Regions from separate parts of the Mus musculus genome. Here region 1 is linked to region 2. Evidence: chromatin contacts called from public Hi-C data. All regions are on one chromosome and are shown on one strand. Each heading gives the region's core, a stretch centred on a gene start, on an enhancer-like site or on the middle of the called end of the contact. The rest is flanking DNA. Distances are from core to core; before and after follow the strand shown. Region 1 overlaps Mogat2 (monoacylglycerol O-acyltransferase 2). Region 2 holds the start of Dgat2 (diacylglycerol O-acyltransferase 2).

Region 1 (3,610 bases), core at 386-2,885, 42 kb after region 2:
AGCCCAAGAAAGACCATCACAATGCCCACAGAAGCCATGATTTCCCAAACAATGCCTTGCACCACCTGGGGTCTCTATATTCTCTAATTTCTCCCAACCCGTCATGGGCTTTCCCAGAACAGAAATGCAGGATATTCTTTGGGTCTCTTTGGGCCTCTGCTGTTACTGAGCAAGTTCTTGAAAGAAACACAGAGCTGTTGACAGTCCTCTGTCAGATCCCCCTATCCACCCAGCTTCCTCCTGACTACCTGGGGCTGGGTAGAGACTCACCCCCAGACATGATGTAATCTCGGAAGAAGGGGGCCCGGAACCACACAGTCAGCATCATCAGATAGGAGCGGATGCCCGGGAAAAGCGAGGTAAAGCCCGTGCTTTCAGTGCACAGGTTAAGAAAGGCTCCAGCTGCTAGGACTCCATGGGGGTGGAAGCCCGCGATGTAGTTCCGGGAAGGGTCCAGCTCAGCTGTCTTGACCAACTGCAAGAGACAGTAAACTGGTGATGAACAGCAGGTCCTGGCTCTGCTACTGGCTTGTGTCAGTCTGGGCCTCTGAGTCTCAAGATGTTCATAATCCTGAGTATACTGGATGCTTCCACAGAGATGGGTGCTGTGTGGGACAGTGGGTAACACATGGGTGCCCTCAGACTGGGTGCTGGCTCTGGGCAAATTGTTCACCTGATGTCTATGTATGAAGTTGGAACACTTGGCCCTGTCCCGGGAAGACCCTGTTCCTTCTGCTGAGAGGCTTAGGCAGAAAGAGACTGGAATTCTTGGTTACTGGGTAAGAGCTGTGATGGCTTGAATGGGAATAGCTCCTATAGGCTTATATATTTGAAGGCTTGGTCCATAGTTGGCGGAACTGTTTTGGGAAGGATTAAGAGGCATGGCCTTGTTGGAGGAGGTGTGTCACTCGAAGTGGGCTTTGAGATTTTAAAAACCCACATCAGACCCAGTCTGGCTTTCTCCCTGCCTCCAATTTGTGGATAAGCTCTCAGCTATTGCTCGAGCACCATGCCTGCCAGCTTGCCACTGTGCTTACTGTCGTAATGACCATGGACTCACTCTCCGAAGCTGAGCAAGCCCCGGTTAAATATTTTCTTTTATAGGTTGCCTTGGCTATGGTGTCTCTTCATAGCGATAGAAAAGTAGCTAAGACAGAAGTGAAGGATATGAGGGCCACATGGGGGCGCCACGATGCAGGCATCACCCCATCTTAACCTCACTCAAAAGACAAAAGAAAGTACAGGGAGGAAACAACAGAGACTGTCACAAAATAGGAGAAAGGCAAGGACTGACTCCTTAGGTTGTTCTCTGATCTCCATTGGTGGGCCATGACATGCACAGACACATAGAGACACAGGCACAGACAGACAGACAGACAGAGACAGAAAGACAGACAGGCAGGCAGGCAAACACACACACACACACACACACACACACACACACTGCTCTGCCTGGGTGCTATCTACATTCAAAGATCACTGCTGGAGGCCATGTTACAGGTGGGAGCAGTCCTTTCTCACTGCCAGGAACCTGTTTGCCCCTTGCTCTGGGAGCCACAGTCATGGGAGTAGTGAGCAGGTCACAGCCCCCTGGCTGATCCCTGGGCAGGAGGCCTCCTGTTAGGACCAGCAGCATGGACTTTGCACCCCCTGGGAGAGAGGCAGTACTTTCCACAGACTAAGCTTTGCCAAGTGAACAGCTATCCTGTCAGCAAGCTGAAACTCCCACAGTAGCAGTCTCCCTGAGGATTCTTCTTGCTGCCTCTAGGGCCACAGCTGGCCTCAGCAGTCTGGGAGTAAACACGGGGTCCTGAGCCTGTCTGCCCATCCAGGCATTAGAGCTCCCAATTCTCCTGTCCTTGATCTTGACTTGACCTATGAAAACCCTTACCACACAGGGTCCCCAAGCCCCTCCAGAGTACCACAGGTACTGCAAGAAGGATTGCAGGAGCCACAGGCAGAGGGGCTGTTGCCTTCCCACACGAAGTCCAGCCCCTCCCCTAGTGCAGAGGGGACCTAGGAGATGTTGGAAACCCAGTGGAGTCAGAGCTCTGGCTTTTGCCACTGGAAGAGGCACTATCCCAGGATAAGGTGGTCATTCCTTATTCCTTACGTGGGAACACTTGCTATGTAAATTCTGCCCCTCTATGAAAACAAATGGAAATTTATGAAAGCAAAACAAAAGAGAATGGATCTTGCATCCCAGTAGCTCACGGCTGAGGGGTTTAGCCTATGGAATTGCTTGCACTTTGGGCAAACGCCATCTGAGCGATGTCATTCATGGAAGAATCGGTGTTTGTTAATATCAGAAACTTGTCCTCCACACAGATGTCCACCAACAGGGCTTGTCTGGACAAACCGGGAATGAGGCACACAAGGGACACTACAGCCAGAGAGGATTATGAAACAAGCTGAGATCACATGTCAAGTGAGCAGCCAGGAGCAGGACAGTGAGTGCAGGGCACGGCCACTGAGCATGACTGCACCAAACACTGATGCTCAGAGATGCTCCCAAGGATGGGACCTGGGGTGATGAGTATGTCCTAGACTATCTAGCCAGTGAACCCTGTGGATCCTCCCTGTCTCTGCCCCCTCAGTGAGAGGATTACAGGTGGCCACTACACCTGGCATTTTTACATTTGTACTGGGCATCAAATTCAAGTTTTCAGGCTTTCAAGTGAGGCAAGTGCTTTACCTCCTCGGCCCTAGAATGGAGTCTTTTTATACCTGCTTTTCTGTCCTCCTGGATTTTGAACAAGAACACATTACTACTTTAAATAAATACATGCACAAATGAACAATTGTACCCATGACAGTAAAGCATTTGCATAGAGAGAAATATCCTGGCGAGCATGGGGACCCTGTGAACTGACATTTGCGTACGTATTGACGTGCACACGTGCAAGTGTATGCCCTGGAGGATGGCCGTGGTCCCACTGAGTGCTGGTCTGAGCTTTCCCACAGGTGGTTCCTACTGGTATCTTCTGTGCTACCCAGCCACTGTTCCCTGGGAAGACTGGAGGCTATGTCTCCTATGCATCCTGTCTCCACAACACGACAGGACAGAGGAGATGCCTCAGAAAGACTTTCCCTCAGACTGAGGGAAAGAAGGAAGGAAGCCAGCGGAAGAGGCTGATGTGGCTTCCTCAGGATGACGGCATCTCCGACCCTAATCCTGTCCTGACACACCACCTGGATTCCACCGAGCTCGTGAGAGAGAGTATCCTAAGCTAGGAGTCTAGAAGCTCACCTCAGGATTCTGCCGGACCCTCCTCCTCCATGCCTCAGCTGTTAACAGGGCGGTGGTAATGCTTGCCTGACAGACTTGTTACAGGTTGCCAGGAGGAAGAAGAGGAGCGTTGGTGAAGTCCACCGGTCTCTCTGAAGCCCCCTCAGTTCTGCTAAAGCAGGGAAAGGCCAAGCAAAGTGTGGGTGTCCGGAGAAATCTGGGCTGGGTGTCAGCCAGGTTGCTAGACTTTGGAGCGCCTCGGGTATCCGTATCACCTGCACACCATAGTACCCAGTCTTTGAAAGTCTATGGTTGAGTCAAGTGCACTTGGAAACAGCTGTGGATTCTCACCACTGACCCCAAAGCACACTCCCGGCTCCA
Region 2 (3,347 bases), core at 405-2,904:
TTCATGCCGTACCATTAAGAGAAGACTGAATTTAGAACTGTGTGCGCGTGTGTGTGTGTGCGTGTGCGTGTATCTCTATCTCATATTCTTGACTTTATACAACATGTACTAAGAGATGTAACCACTAGATAGTTGGTTTACCAGCAATCTTATTTTGTTCCTGATTGCCTAAACTTTCAAGATTACCACAACTAATATGTCCTGGAACTAACTCATCCTGTAAGCCAGGCTGGACTCACTCTCAAGAGATCTGCCTGCTTCTGCCTCCCAAGTCCTAGGATTGAAGGTGTGCATCACCGCTGCCCTTTCTAAGGAAAACTGGGGTAGCTCGTTCCTCCTCCTTCAGTTTCTGCAGCTTCAGCTAAGCAACGTGGGGTGCTTTGCCTTGTATGGAAAAGGCTGAGGTGTGATTTGAACTGTATGCCCCCCTTCCCCATTCACTGAAGGCCTCGGTTCTATCTTGAAGGCAGACACAACTTCTAGAAGGATAATCAACTTAGGCAGATCTCTGTGAGTTCAAGGCCAGCCTGGTCTATAGAATACCAGGACAAACAGAGCTGTTACACAGACTAAACAAACGAAAAAAATCCAAGGGTTTCCCACCCCTCTTCTAAGTATGTCAGACTCAGGGTTGCGCTGTGAGGGCTTCACAGTCTGGGTTGGCCCACAAAAGCTGGGGCAGAGGGCAGTTGGGGCACACCTGGTTCCAGGCAGGCATGTTCTCCATCCAGTGACTGTTTCAGGGGATTACAAAACCCTACTTACCACCCTGCCCCATCCAGTTCCTCCCAGCCAAATCCTGCTCCACCTTGTGAGGTAGATCAGTACTGGGGGCTGGAGAGTGAAATATCACTACTAACTGAGCTGAGTGGGTGGTGTCGCCCTCAGCAGCTGGGGGGATGGCAAGTGATGTAACACGTGTTGCAACATTAGTGAGTACCAGGATGGAGAATGAAGCCAGGCTAGCCTAGGATACCAGGTTGCCTGGCTCAAACTGGGTAACCAGCCGAGCTAAGCATGAATCTTGCCTCATCCTTAACCAAATGACAGGATGCAGAAGAGTCAAGTTCCCCTAAAGAGAAGCTAGTTGTAGTGGCACACCTGCAATCACAGCACCTGGGATGCCAAGGAAGGAGGATTAAGAGTTGGAAGCCAGCCTAGGCTACAAGGCGAGACCTTTTAAAAACTGGAAATAATTGTCTGGGACTCCGACCTGAACTAGCTAGCCGTCCGTCCAGCACAGGGCAGCACGCTTTGGCCAAAGTCCCTTCCTGAAAGTCGTCTTGCTGTGGGTGCCCTCAGGATGAAAGCCCTAGGGATGACTGACACTCACCCCATCGCCCAGACCCCTCGCGTGACAGGGCAGATCCTTTATTCTTGTTTTCGCTGCGGGCAGCTTCCGCCCGACGCTCACCCCGCAGGACCCCGGAGTAGGCGGCGATGAGGGTCTTCATGCTGAAGCCAATGCACGTCACGGCCGTGCAGAAAGCCGCCTCACGCCGCGCCCCTGACCCATGCCCCGGCCGCCGGGGCCAGGGCTTCGCGCTGAGCTCCGGGAGCTGAGGGACAGCGCCCAGGCCGTGGCGGCAGCAGGGCGAGAGCTGAGGTAGGTAGCCGCTGCCACCCTAGATGAGCAGAAAGCCAGCGAAGCGCGGCCACGGCGCCGAGCGCCGCTGCGCGCGCACTTTATAACCTCACAACGGGGCGGGTCGTGACGCTATAGGGCGGGGCAAAAGGGTCCGCCCCGGACTGTGCCATGTTCTTGTAGGGGGTGAGACTCCCGGCGATAAACTATGCACAGAGCCCAGGAAGGCAGCATGGCCTGAACTGTACGGTTCAGAGTCTATAGAATACGGGCAAGGGAGCCGGAGTCCCGGTGTATGAAACTACTCCTGGTTGCCCCAGCGACCGCCTTGTCATTCTCCCAAGCCTCTCTCTCAGACGTTAGTACGGTCCAGCAGCTGGAACGTGGGCAGGGAGTTTGAGCACGTGCGGGACGATCCGGACCGTGCGGGTGCCTGTGTCCCTTTTGGCTGTGCTTTCCTTGGGCAGGCCTAGCCTGCAGTGAGTAGTGTTGGAATTCGTTAGGTTACAGCTGGACCTGACAGTTACCCAAGTGCCGCAGCCTTTCCTTTTACCAGCAAAAAAATAGGAGTGATTGAGTCTTATCAGGAAGGAACCTAGAGCGATGGAGTCTACTACCTGTAATCCTACAATCCTAGCAGCTCGCTCTCTCTCTCCTCTCTCTCTCTCTCTCTCTCTCTCTCTCTCTCTCTCTCTCTCTCTCTCTCTCTCTCTCTCGCCTCTTCTCTCTCCTCTCTCCCCCTTCTCTCCCCTCTCTCCTCTCTCTCTCTCCTCTCTCTCTCTCTCTCTCTCTCTCTCTCTCTCTCTCTCTCTCTCTCTCGCCTCTTCTCTCTCTCTCCCTCCCTCTCCTGTATGTATGCAAGAGTTTGAAGCCAGCCCAGGCTACATAGTGACCCTGTCTCCAAACACCAAAGACAAAGGCAATACTACAAGCATAGTGAGTGATGGACTTCAAGCCCAGTTCCAGACCTCTCTTCCTCTCTTTTCCTCAACTTCAGGGTGTCTTTTGTTTGGCTTGGTTTGCCGGAGGGGGGCAGGGTGTGGGGTTGAGGGTTGTGTGAATGTTGATGTTTTGGTTTTTCTTTTCTTTTCTCTTTTTAGAAATTGGGTTTCTCCTTGTAGCCCTGGCTGTCCTGGCACTATGTAGACTAGGCTGGCCTGAATTTATAGAGATGCACCTTTGTCTGACTCTAGTGCTGAGTGAAAGGCATGTGCCACCACTCGCAGTTTGCAGCTTCAGTTTTCTTTCACATCTGTAAAAACGGGAACACCCGTGATTGTATTGTGAGAGGCTTTGAGAATTGAGGAACTGAGGTATATGGACTAAGCTCACTACAGGCACTGGGACTCATTCCCATTGCCCACAGAGGAAGAGGAGTTCCGCAGAATGAGGGTGTGAGCACAAGCCGAAGGGCAGCATCAGTCAGCATGTCTGGATTGGGGCAGGACCATAGAGACTGTAGTCCTGGCAACGTGGGAGATGGAGACTGCAGTGACATGGGATTAGAAAATCCTCCAGTGTCTCTCTTAAGACTTTGGGGTGGGACTGGGTTCTGGGAGAGCCTTAAAAGAAACGAAAGAGGTAAGATGAATTGTAGGATCCCTCTTGACAGAGTATGAGAAATAAACGTGAGGACAGGTTGCAGTGGGGAGCTGGGTGAGTGGGAGAATCTCAAGCAAAGGCAGTGGTTAAAGGTATGCCCTTCAGAAAAAAGATAGGACTGGGGTGTGGCTCACCTTTGGGTTGCATACTGTAAGGTCTA

Evidence for each region. A called contact is a pair of places that touch in the nucleus more often than the background predicts.
Region 1: a Hi-C map of liver shows a contact between it and region 2, with 4 times the contacts expected there. The contact joins the enhancer-like site here to the promoter of Dgat2 in region 2. A contact is called at or near these places in 12 of 39 promoter capture datasets (the 3T3-L1 cell line, 3T3-L1-derived adipocytes, embryonic stem cells and 6 more), 1 of 15 datasets of contacts at CTCF or cohesin (liver), 49 of 484 Hi-C or Micro-C datasets (the AML12 cell line, the C2C12 cell line, the C3H10T1/2 cell line and 27 more), 21 of 115 datasets of contacts at active chromatin or transcription factors (Th17 cells, bone marrow-derived dendritic cells, bone marrow-derived macrophages and 16 more) and 3 of 9 other capture datasets (adipose tissue, liver and pancreatic islet).

What each region holds. Positions count from the first base shown.
Region 1 is chr7:99,223,231-99,226,840 of GRCm38.p6, forward strand. It overlaps Mogat2 (monoacylglycerol O-acyltransferase 2), which reads right to left. Exons shown (of 6, transcript NM_177448.4): 3 at 271-475. Among named protein-coding and RNA genes, the nearest start is that of Mogat2, 14 kb to the right of the region's middle. Within about 2 kb of position 1,636, at least 33 of the 459 cell types and tissues checked have an H3K27ac peak or open chromatin away from gene starts, as enhancers often do. A contact at or near this core is called in the AML12 cell line, adipose tissue, beige adipocytes and 6 more, where this site is marked.
Region 2 is chr7:99,181,059-99,184,405 of GRCm38.p6, forward strand. Dgat2 (diacylglycerol O-acyltransferase 2) reads right to left here and starts at 1,655. Exons shown (of 8, transcript NM_026384.3): 1 at 1,334-1,655. The coding sequence starts at 1,454.